2 separate regions of the Hordeum vulgare genome follow, and region 1 is linked to region 2. Evidence: chromatin contacts called from public Hi-C data. All regions are on one chromosome and are shown on one strand. The core of a region is the stretch at or near the end of the contact, and the rest is flanking DNA. Distances in the headings are between cores, read along the strand shown.

Evidence for each region. Hi-C and Micro-C count contacts between places; a contact is called where the count stands out from the background.
Region 1: a Hi-C map of leaf shows a contact between it and region 2, with 2.5 times the contacts expected there. The contact joins the promoter of LOC123406286 here to the promoter of LOC123403065 in region 2. A contact is called at or near these places in 2 of 6 Hi-C or Micro-C datasets (leaf and seedling) and 1 of 1 datasets of contacts at active chromatin or transcription factors (embryo).

What each region holds. Positions count from the first base shown.
Region 1 is chr6H:334,619,745-334,625,710 of MorexV3_pseudomolecules_assembly, forward strand. LOC123406286 reads left to right here and starts at 3,504. Exons shown (of 10, transcript XM_045099774.1): 1 at 3,504-4,501; 2 at 5,366-5,474; 3 at 5,670-5,862. The coding sequence starts at 4,408.
Region 2 is chr6H:334,299,462-334,305,460 of MorexV3_pseudomolecules_assembly, forward strand. LOC123403065 (ribosomal RNA small subunit methyltransferase nep-1-like) reads right to left here and starts at 3,121. Exons shown (of 7, transcript XM_045097037.1): 1 at 2,786-3,121; 2 at 2,367-2,459; 3 at 1,921-2,065; 4 at 1,632-1,742; 5 at 1,472-1,554; 6 at 1,312-1,369; 7 at 419-705. The coding sequence starts at 3,055. The coding sequence ends at 626.

The DNA.
Region 1 (5,966 bases), core at 2,254-4,753, 320 kb after region 2:
GGTTTGGTGTTTGGGGTATTTCCTCACTGATGATTTACTCTCGAAGACTCTGAGGAATTGGGTTGCTCTTATGACAAGTGTCAGTTTCTAACGGAGCATCCAACCAGCTAATGGTTGTGGGGGGCGGCTATTTATAGCCTGGGAGCATCCCGACATGATTTGACACTAATGCCCTTAAATAATATGACCGTTGGTGTGGATAAGACCAATGATGTGGCGTGGCTATCGAAACGGTCGGGACCCTCAACTGTGAGAGTCCTCATGTCACTCATATTCCTCACTTGAGGCTTTTGGTAGGATTAGGCTTGGGTTGAGCATCATGAGGAAATTCATTCCAAAGTGTAACTTCGACCCCCTTTAATAGTACGGTGTTCCTATTACTCAAGTGTGAAGAAAACAAAACAGAAAGAGTAAATCCCCATGCTTCAAAGTCTTCAGAATGATTTTCTTCAGGACATACCGAATTCCTCAAATTCAATATCTTCATGAGGAATATCAATTTTATCACAGATTCTTCGCGATTCAATTCTTCAGCTTCAGACCAATTTCTTCAACCGAAGATATATATTTTTAGGGGTCGATATTCATCAAATATTTCAAACTCCTCAGTGGCTTATAGATCCTGTGTACACTCATAAACACATTAGATACTTAACCTATAAGTCTTCAAACCACCAAAATCACTAAGGGGCACTAGATGCACTTACAATTTAAAATTTAGTACTGTTACTCATAATCATTGATTAAAATTGCGCCAGAAAGGATTTAGCGGTAGCCAGATTTGCAGCGACATTGTAGCCTAAGTCGACATGATCTACCGCCGTCTCCTGCGATTTTGTACTGCATGAAAATCGTGTGGCGATTGCAGCCAAATAGCACTCAATTTCAAAATCGCTCTTATGATTAATATAATATCATTACACTTGGAACTTGGAAACATTTCAAAAGCAAAGCACAATGAAATAATTGTGTGGAACGATTTCTTTTTGCAGCGCAGCATCATTTTTCACATAACAGCACAATCGCATAGTACATTGACCAGTTATATGCTGACATATTGTGGCTTCCAAAATGGACCATACTTACAGTGGCATACCATCAGCATATGAAAAGAGGAGGGATACATGTGCTTACTTTGGTTTCCATGTAGCTCCAAAAAAATGTATTGCATGTCGTAGATTTTTAACTGCCATTCTACTCGCAATTCCACAAGACAATCTATGCCTTCTTTCATAGCAATGAACTCTAGAAACTTGACAATCAAAGAGAAGATAATTTTTCATCAAATTTTCCAGCACTGTAATGAGAAGATAATCATCCATTAATTAATAAAAAAATTGAATCTGAATGTACCTCATCAAATGAAGGTGGCTAAAGTGTGGCCACCTAGCATAGATGTTTCACAGACGCAAGGCCTGAAGAACCACAGAAGTCAGAAGCCTGTTGTGTATAATATGTAGGCATGTCTTCTTCTTACTTCAAGAGCCTCTTGACACTGCCCCAAACCCTTTAAGCTACATGAAGCAACCATGATGTATATCTTGCCTTGAGCATAAGCGAATTATATCAACTGAAAAAACTACACACATGGGGTTTCCAATTGCCAAAGCCAAACATACCACTATTTCAGACATAAATGCGGAACATATATTATATGTACGAATGAATTACTATTACTGATGGTCGACAAAGCAAACTGCTCCTAGAACAATTCATACTATGATATTATGGGCATAAAATAAAGCATTTTGAGAAGCATAGAATTGAGCAAAGAGACCGTGAATTTATTTTGGTACCCTTGTTCTCCAGCTATCACTTGAGGCATCAAAATGTTGATGTGTCATCTCGTGTCCGAAGTAGATTTGAATGATAGGATGCCTGAAAACTATGCCAACATTTTTTATATTAGGACCTTCTTTAAGTAGGTAAGTATTTTTCCGATAACAACTTTGATTTAACATAAAATTAATCAACCGGCATGTCAAAAAATAGAGCTATAGAATTCAGTAAAGTATGTACTCTTGTACTCCCGGATCCTTGTGATTAGAAAAGTAAACTTCCAACGATAGCACTGCCTCTCACGTCCTTTAGCAGCGGGACTCCATCGACTAAATCATGCTGATGTAAAAAGAGAAAGTGATTATTACAGGGCAGTTATAGATTAGCCACTAAGAAAAAAGGCAATCACAAAAGGAAAAATAAGTTGGCATATTTGTCCATTGCTTAGCATAAAGGGAGCGCACAAGCAACCATGCATTTTCTATCACTTATAGATAGCTCGGTTCATGTCTAACACAAACCCATCGCCGACCCGACGCACCTTAAGGCAGATCTTGTTCCTTTGTATCTTGACTGATATGTTGCATAAAAGTGTTGTTTACCATCCATACTAATTAGATTTCAATCAAATTCACCATGCAACTAAGCATATACGATCTCTTATTGTCAGTATTTGGTTCTGCAAAAATAGGTTTAACATGTAAGATCAAGGCTGCTTCTCTGCACACAATTTCCTCGGCAAAGACACTAAAACTTTGCATCATTGAAATGGCGCAAGTGACTTGTTTCAGTTCGGGGTCTTGAAAAAAATCAAACCAACGTACCTCTCCCGGCAACAGCCAGCAATGGTAAACATGTACTGCTCGAGCCTGACCAACTTCCCTTGACCCCATTTACTGTCTGCTATCCATGGTGACAAAGGGAAAAAGCTTCCATCGTACTTAGGTGAGCATCCACGGTTAGGTTTCAAGGGGGATAAGACTCAACGTGGGTGGCCACACGGAGTGTGGATCCCAAGCGGCGGTGGGGAGGCGAGCCACTTCGCTGGGGCGTCCGCGGCCACGTTTCTCTTGCATGGGCGACACAGGGGAACGGTGGCTGCCATCACATTCAGCCTCCTCAACCTTGGGGGAGAGAGCGAGTGCTAAATCCGGCCTGTTGGAGCCTCTCTTTTTCGGATGAACTGATTGTTGGTCGCCGCGAAGGCGCCCTCTACCGCTGCGTGAACAGGAGCTTGTCGCCCAACGCCTCGGCCGGTCACCGAAGTCGCCACCGTCGGCGACCACGTCCCTCAGTTTCTCCTTCTCCTTTTCCTTTCTTCTTTTGTGTCCTCTCACGCTCACACCCTACTCCCTATCTTTCTTTGGATGAGGAGGGCGCCGCGGTCAGTGGAGGAAGCCGACAGATCCTTCGATGCCGAGCCCGGATTCGCCCGTCTTCCTCGTCGGCAGATACCGGCGGCCAGCGTACCCACCCAAATATGTCCCCCTTCCACCCTCCATCAACGCCCACGAGCGCAGCAAGGGTGGCCTCCCTTATGTGAGCACGTGCGCACGACGTCCGCCTTCTCGTCCTTCGTTTCAGGGAGGCCGCCATGGATGGCCAAACGCCCCTTGCGTCGACATGGACCTTCCCCCCCCCCCCCCCCCCCCCCTCCCCCCCCCTCCCCCTTCTCTGCCAGTGGATAAGGAGCACGGGCGGAATTATTACAAAACGCAGGGGTTAATTTGCAAAATCGAAACGTTTTTCTAAATCCACTCACATAGGGACTGCAGGTTGAATACATAAAACTGCAGGGACGTTTTTATAAACGTGCCGCAACGGGTTTTTCGACTGAAATAATAGCCGTTTTAGTATTAGAATAAAGATACAAGGACAAGAGCAAGTGTGATTCAAAGGGATAATCATCTCAATCCCGTAGTACAAACTTAGCAGCAATTAATTTGACATGATCCCTCGGCCCCTCCTGTCAGGTATCCCTCGTGTGTTTGCGCCAGAAGTACGCACGAATCTGTGTGACCATTCGTTGTCCCGTCCCTTTCGTCTTCATTCCCCCTTGCAACCTGCACCCCACCAGCAAACCGAGCTCCTTTCCTTTTCCAAATCTCCGTATTAAACTAACAATCTGAAACCCCTAGCCCCAAGAGCAAGAAACCTCTGCTCCTCCCAGCCAGTGGCTTAGCATCAGATTCCCTCTCTCAGCCTCAGGGCACAGCCAAAACAGCAGTGACAGCACAGGGCGGCTGCGAAGCCAGTCCCACTTTTTCTCGATTTATTGCTAGTTTTCTCGCTTCCCCTTTGGTGCTTGTTCTTGTTTAGTTAGTTAACCGCCCGTACCCACCGCCAATCCCCAGGCCGCCGCCTGCTCTTGCCAAACCCCAACCACCCGCAGCAGTCAGCAGGACCCGCTTTCTCCTGCCTATCTTTGTCTCTTCGGCCTTGGGATTGATTGCTAACGGTTCTTGAAAATTCTTCCTGGAAGCAAGCTCTGTTTTAGTTTTCTCATTCTTCTGCTGCCGTCTTGCCAAGTTCGTGGGGTTGGATAACGTTGCTTGCTCTTGCTCTCGAAGGGGAGGAACTTTCCTTCAGGAAGGGATTGAGCAGAGTCTTGGGTTGACCGGGCTTGTCATGGAGCCATTGACTGGGTTCCGGGCCTCTGTCTGGAGCTGCTTCAAGTTTTTGCCCTTCTTCTGTGGCCTTCTTCTCCTGGGGATCATCAAAGGTGATCACAACGCCTGCTCCTGTCTATATTAGTTCCCTTTGCTTCTCTTTGCTGTCCTAAGAAAGTACTATGGATTAGAATTGCATCAGATGATTATTTTCTACAGAACCATGTGATGAAAAATTTACACATCAGTACCTACTTGTCTATGTTTGATGCGTTTATTAGTTTAAAAATGCAGAATGACTGATTAAACAGGTATTTGTCTGAAGTATTTGGGCTTCATTCCATCATGTGGTTGCTTGCTTGTGTTGATCACCCTGTTATCTTGTATCAATAGGCTTTGCTCTTTTACTTTCTTGGAGCATTCCACAATTTCTCATTATAGAATCTACAAGTGAGTACTTTTTGTACAGATTCCATATGTGGGAGTACTTTTTGTTTCATCAGTGATGGAACTAACAGAGTTCATATTTTTAGAAAAGGAACAGAGTTCATATTAGCTGGGTGTAGGCACGTTCTCTGAAATGACACATCAGCTGGCTAGATTCACAGGTCTTCTGTAGACTGTAGTACTCCCTCTGTTCACACATATAAGAATTATTAGAGACTTGTGTGAGGGAGTATAAGATAATGAGTTTTCTTTCTTTTTTCTGAAAACGGTCATGAACATTTTGGATTTTGAGCCATTTTTGCTGCTTCAACCTTTGTATGTGCGATATAACTGACCACTACTGGTCATTGCAACTGAAAACTCAAGTGGTATCCAAGGAAAGATATGTAACTGTGGTATTGAAAGTAAATGACCGCAAGGGTGATCGAAATTTGTTACTTCCAGAAATCAGAGTTGCCATTTTGGTACTCATGTTTTGTTTCATAGTCTGATTTGCAGTCCTCTGTTCTTTTCTGATTTTGCCTATCCAGGTGTTCTGTTTGGCCCATGGGCCTGGTTTATTATGGCGATCGGAATATCTGCACTCGTTCTGGGATTATGGCCTATGCATGTGATTTGGACATACTACTGCATCATCAGGTAGCGTTCACAGTTTTGTACTCCCTCTGTACCTAAATAATTGTAGTTTGGGAGAACTAGACTAGTTCTTCCAAACTACAATTATTTAGGTACAGAGGGAGTACAAATCTATCTGAAAAGAAAATATCATGTGATGGCTCTATGTACATAGATATGCTGAGTTGCTGACCAGTGATCCCCTTTCTATGAAGGCAGAACCAAGCTGGTGGGACCTGTTGTGAAGCTGCTGCTTCTTATTTCTGTATCTGGGGTTTTAGTCATGTGGCTAATAGTTGGCGTCCTTGGAAGTGTACTTGCTGGGTTAGCATACGGCTTTCTAGCACCAGTAATGGCCACATTTGATGCACTCGGTGAAGGAAAAGAAAGGCCACTCGTTCATTGCTTTGTGGTATATTCATGATTTTATTTTTATAATGCTACTTTGAAATTATGCTGTTTATGCACTTCTCAAACTTTGAAGTGTCAAAATCCATGTTGGGGACAACAATTAAT
Region 2 (5,999 bases), core at 1,871-4,370:
GTGCTACTATGTGTCATGCATGGCAATAAATGAACTGTTTTATGATACTAGCACATGATACTACGCATTACGGATGTAGTATCATATGTATGATACTAATATATGATACTCCCCATTACAACCAGGCTAATCAACAAGTCTCTGCCTGGATGAGCGGTGTCCGCAACAAAATCTTGGGGCTGCCTAACCGCACGAGCCAAATTTTTAGAAGATTAAGCTGCAACTTGGAACCACAATGAAATTTTAAAATTACTAAATTTCATAGAATCTCGGTAGAAAAACAGTGATAGAAAAAGAATGCATTTTCTCAACACGCCTCTGGCTGCGCAGCAGCGAACCAAACACACGCCCACGAGATTTTGGGCGTAAATGTGGCCCAGCTATGTTTAAACATCAGTTGAGGACGCTTCAAGCAAAGTAAATTTCACCAAAAATGACTTGACTGCAAGGACCATAAGCACTTGAAACATTCAATGTTAATACTTTTACAGCCACTGATTCATGTCTCCGACAAAACTAATACGGTAGACATATAAGACTTGAAAAGGCACAACAAGACTATTAGAGCTAATGGGTACATAAAAATCTGATCACAAAGCTGTAATATTCGTTTTCAATCTTCCCTTCACTGGATGCTCCATTTCTGCTCCAAGGCACTGCATATTCGATTCAGGCAACAGGCAGCACTGAGAGGGTAACCGCTAACTGCAAGAATAAGGTAATATGTCACTACAGGTCAAAGTAAAAGGGGGTACAATCAAGAAACTAGATGGTGCGGCGATAATACAACTTGAGGCAGAGAATAGCAATATAGATCTAGGCGATACTTGTGAACTCAAACCTAATTGATGGTTTCATGTTCATACAAAAGATGTCGGAAAGAGCTTGCCGCTGATGCTAAAACCACCAAGAATCAGAAGCGTATTTAATCCAAACCAGTAACTACTACTCCCTCTGACCCATAATATAAGTGTTTTTAACACTAGTGTAGTGTCAAAAACGCTCTTATATTATAGGACGGAGGGAGTATAAGTTACAACAAAGGTATCCCAAGCCCAACTTATTCGAGGCAGTTAATTATCGAAATAAAGGAAATCCAGGAATTGGATAGTTTCAGAAAATATGAAAGAGACTAAACCTCATTTAATAGTTAATACCAACAAGAATTTATCTAACACCCATTTGTAAACTCTCAAAAGATCAAAATAACTGAAAAACATACTGATTTAACAAACATATATAGTATCACCCTTATCAGAAGTTTAGGAAGTTCTCAGGACTAGAGTTCTTATTTCAAACAGGGTTACTTACTCTGTATGTAATCATCTGAGTATTCCTTGTCAACCTTTCCATGGGCCATGGCACCAACCTGGAATAATTATGTGCAGACAATATGAGATTATGCACAAGGAAGCAACAGATGATAGAAAACAAATTAGTACAAAATCAAAGCTTTTACAGTTCCACTCACCACAAACACAAGAGGTTCATCATCATTGGACTTAGCAACATAGTCACACAAATTAACTGCCTTCTCCGCACTATATGAAAGGCCTAATGACCAAAAACACATCAATTAGCATCCTTATCTGATCCAGATAGAAGTTCTACTAAATAGATAATTTTCTCACCAATCTTCCGTGTGCCAACAGGTAGATACTGGGTAACAGGATTTTTAATAACATTAAGGAGCTTCTCACGCTTCCCAACTGCCGTGATGCTCAGCTTTTGCAATAACTGTGCTGTGATGTTGTATAACTTGCAGGTCAGCATGGTTCATGAAATATTAGCACTGTACCGAAATACTTATAGTTGGGGAAACTTGTACTAGTTTCCCCCAGCTACAAGTACTTCGGTACAGAGGGAATAAATGACTTAAAAGGTGAAGAACATGCACTACTTCTATTATTTGGAACTTACACATCAAACCACAGAAACGCTTGAACGTCCGTGGCATGCGAACATGAGGCTTGATTTCAAACAACACTCCCTTTTCAGTCCTAACATAAACAGCTTGTAACCTGCCAGCCTTAGTTAGGGGGCTATCAAATATTGCTAGTAGTGCCTGCAAAAAATTTTGGGGCGAAATTCATAACTGTCATACATTGTAGCTATTCAGATACCCAAACAGGGTTCAACAACCAAAAGAGAGGAAACAAATGCTAGTATTCACGTTGACAAACAAATTAAGTTTGGTTCCCTTTGACTTACAACAGGAACTTATGGATGGATAATACTCCCTCTGTCCCAAAAATAAGTGACTCAACTTTGTACTAACTTTAGTACAAAGATGAGTCACTTAATTTGGGACGGAGGGAGTATTACAGTACCCGAAAGAAAATAATAATGACGAAAATTTAGAATACCTGGTGGATGATATCAGGCCTATAATCAGCTGGATTGCGATTCTGCTTCCTTAAATAATTAGCGTGATCATCCGAATTCAAGATTTGCATACCCTATAGAAACAGTTAAAAGAATCAGTAAAACTGACATAAAATAAGGGGCTTTTTGTTTAGGACGAGGTGTAGTCTCTTTAATCAGCAGATGTCTTGTAAGGAATATAGCTGCTCTGGTATAATTAGTTAACACTTGCTCTTTACTGCATCCTAGCAGGTAGCAGCCACTAATTTTCGACCATTGCTACCTAAAGTAGCACATGAATAAACCAGCTATTCGAAGAAATTTATCTAAAGCTGAATTCGACCGCCAAAGGAGAAACAATCGGTCACAGTCAGAAATAAATCACTGATTTATTGGTCCATAGTCCATAGAAGAAGCATACCTTGCCGACTTTGCCGACCTCGAGGCAGGCCCTCTCAAGTACGAAGATAGCGCCCGGCCGCCGCTTACTGTCCAGCGGGCGGGGCACGATGGGGATCCCATCCCCCACCTCCTCGGCAAAGGCCTCTGGCGCCGCCTCCCCCTCCGTCACCTCCTCATTTTCCTTGCCCTCTAGCTCCACCTCCTCGGCGTCGACCGGAGGGGCGCGCGAGGCTTCGCCGCCTTCCAGCTTCCGCTTCTTCTTCCCCTTGACTGCGTACGGCCGCCCCATGTCTTCTTCACGCTTCGCGACGGCTCGGGCTGCGGCCTGCGGGGCTTTGAGTCTAGGGTTTTTCTTCTTCTTTTTTTTCGAGTGGGTGGGGGTTCCTCTTATTATGTGGGCTCAAAAGGGACTGAGCAAAGCAATCGCACAACAACAAACAGAAGCCCATCAGCCACAACCAACCCAAACAGAGAGGCCCATAAACCACAACCAGCCCAACAGAGAAAGTTTGGATTCGTCACGCCCGGCCCAAATCCGAAGGGCTGACCATATGACACTGGAACGGACGGTGCCGACGCTCGCCGGAGGGGAGGTGGGGGCGGCTGCGGCATCTCACAGCACGGTGTGCCGCCGCCCTGGAGCTTGGCAATGGTGTTGGGATCATGGTGCGTCGGCCGGCCGGCCGGGCAGGTGCGGAGCAGTCGGCGGGTGTGACGGTCGGGCATAGCGCTAAGTCTGGCTGCATGCGTACGTAAGATAACCTTTTCTTGTAGTATCAAAATTGGACAGGACGTGATTGTCTCAAGCGCGACAAACTATGAGCCCCTATTTCTGAATTCATCGATTGTGTATTTATTTATTTTCACTCGGAACAAATGGTCCACTGCTAGGTTGGAGCATGTACAGCCGGATTTGGCAAATTTGACTTTTTATATGAATGTGTTCATGAACAATGTTAAAGGATCTTTTATATGGTTGTTGTACATCTATACATCTCAAATACAGAATCTCAAATTCATGAAATGCATGTGCATCGATTATACAACATGAATTGTCTGAATTCAACGGTTCGAAAGAAAGCAAAATAAATCATAATTTAATAATTTGGACATGCAAAAACTAAGAAGCAATGTCCGAGCGTGATGGATAGCTCACTGGCTGGCTGGATCATTTGCGGGACGACATCCATGCCTCCTGCTCCCAGGTCATCCTTGTCTCCTGCTCTTAGGGAATCCTTGCGTCATGCCCCGTATGTAGCTCATACATTTGTGATGCATGCTCCATCTGCATCCTTGTTACATGCTCCTCTACTATCACAGTCGCAGTCGTCGGCGTCGCCTCGTACTCCCTACGACGGTTGATTTCCTTCTTCTTCTTTGTCTCATCCTGGTCCAGTGGCACAATCCTTGTCGGTGGATGAAAGAATGGGGTGCGGGGTTCCGCGCGTGGCTGGGGGACAACTGCTCCTTCATGTCCTCTATTGATTCTTATGACGCCACAGTCGCTTCCCTCTCTCTATCGACGGCGTCGGTTCGATCAGGTGATGTTCTTCGGCTTGCACGACGAAGTCGAGGACGGGATGCCGATGGGCGAGGCGGACGCAGGCTTCGTCGCGGCGGTCGGGGAGGGGTGTCGGCCAGCCGAGTGTCTCATGCCTGTTTGAAAAGCCCATCTGAATCGCATTTTCATGACCGGACTGTTCGCTCGCACACTGACCGAGCGCACATTCATCTCTATGAACGAACGCACGCACTCACGCATACTTACCCTTATAAGAACCTCTGAATGACTGAGATGGCTGTTAGGGCATATTTCTCCCTAAGCGGTTTTAGTCATTGATGACAATGCATGTGCGGACTAATCGTGTGCATTGAGCATTTCAGATAATTCATATCTAGGCACAAGACGATTCGATGCCCCTCAGAATCTCTCGAAGACAGTTGTTTTCTACGTTTCTCTTTGGTGGTTTTGAGTCGTAGAAAAGTCGTACTATGAAGAGGGGGTTCGCATCGGAAAGGTTTGGGTGGAATCATCATGTACACACTTAGTGCACCGCCTTTTCTTTAGCTACAATGGAGCTCCATACTCATCTTTATTATGTATGCAAAAGGGCCAATGGTAGTACCGCTCTCAGAGCGGTAGTAATTTTTTACTACCGCTCCATGAGCGGTACTACCACCCTCAGTGCGGTAGTAATTTTTTACTACCGCTCCGACGGACTTTTTCGCATACTTTTCCCCCCGCAGTAGTAGGCACGGTAGTAATTTAATACTATTGTGGTTGGTGAGATGCAGAGTGGTAGTACCGCTCTTAGGAGCGGTAGTACCGCTTGACTATTGCTGTGGTGGGTGGGTAATAGTTGGATCTGACCCCACCCCCCACTATATAAAGGTGTCTTCTTCTTCGAGGAGCTCACCTTTAACCTCTCCAAGCTCCATTGTTGCTCCATAAGCTTATTCTTGCCCGATCACTCTCCCTAGGCAATCAAACTTGTTGATTTTCTAGGGATTGTTTGAGAGGGCCTTGATCTACACTTCCACCAAGAGATATTTGATTCCCCCCACTAATCCCTTGCGGATCTTGTTATTGTTGGGTGTTTGAGCATCCTAGACGGTTGAGGTCACCTCGGAGCCACATGCCATTTGTGGTGAAGCTTCGTGGTCTAGTTGGGAGATAGCAAGCTTTGTGTGGAGATAGCCCCAACCTTGTTGGTAAAGGTCCGGTCGCCGCCTTCAAGGGCACCAATAGTGGAATCACGGCACCTCGCATTGTGTGTGGGCGTGAGGAGAATACGGTGGCCCTAGTGGCTTCTTGGGGAGCATTGTGCCTCCACACCGCTCCAACGGAGACGTACTTCCTGTCAAAGGGGAGGAACTTCGGTAACACATCCTCGTCTCCACCGGTTCCACTTGCGGTTATCTCTTACCTTTACTTTGTACTTGTTGTTGTTGTGGTGTATTCCTTGCTTGCACTTATTATCGTTGTAGTTAGCATCATATAGGTTGCTCACCTAGTCGTTCATATAGAGAACCTTTTGTTGCTAACGTTAATTTGGTAAGACAAGCTAAAAAATGGTAGTTGCATATTCACCCCTCCTCTAGTCAACCATATCGATCCTTTCAATTGGTATCAGAGCTACGTCTCTTTATTAAGGGTTTCACCATCCGAAGAGTATGGTTGACGATGGTGAGGTTCGCCCGAAGGGTCGGAGGCCGTGGAGGTGGTTTCGGTC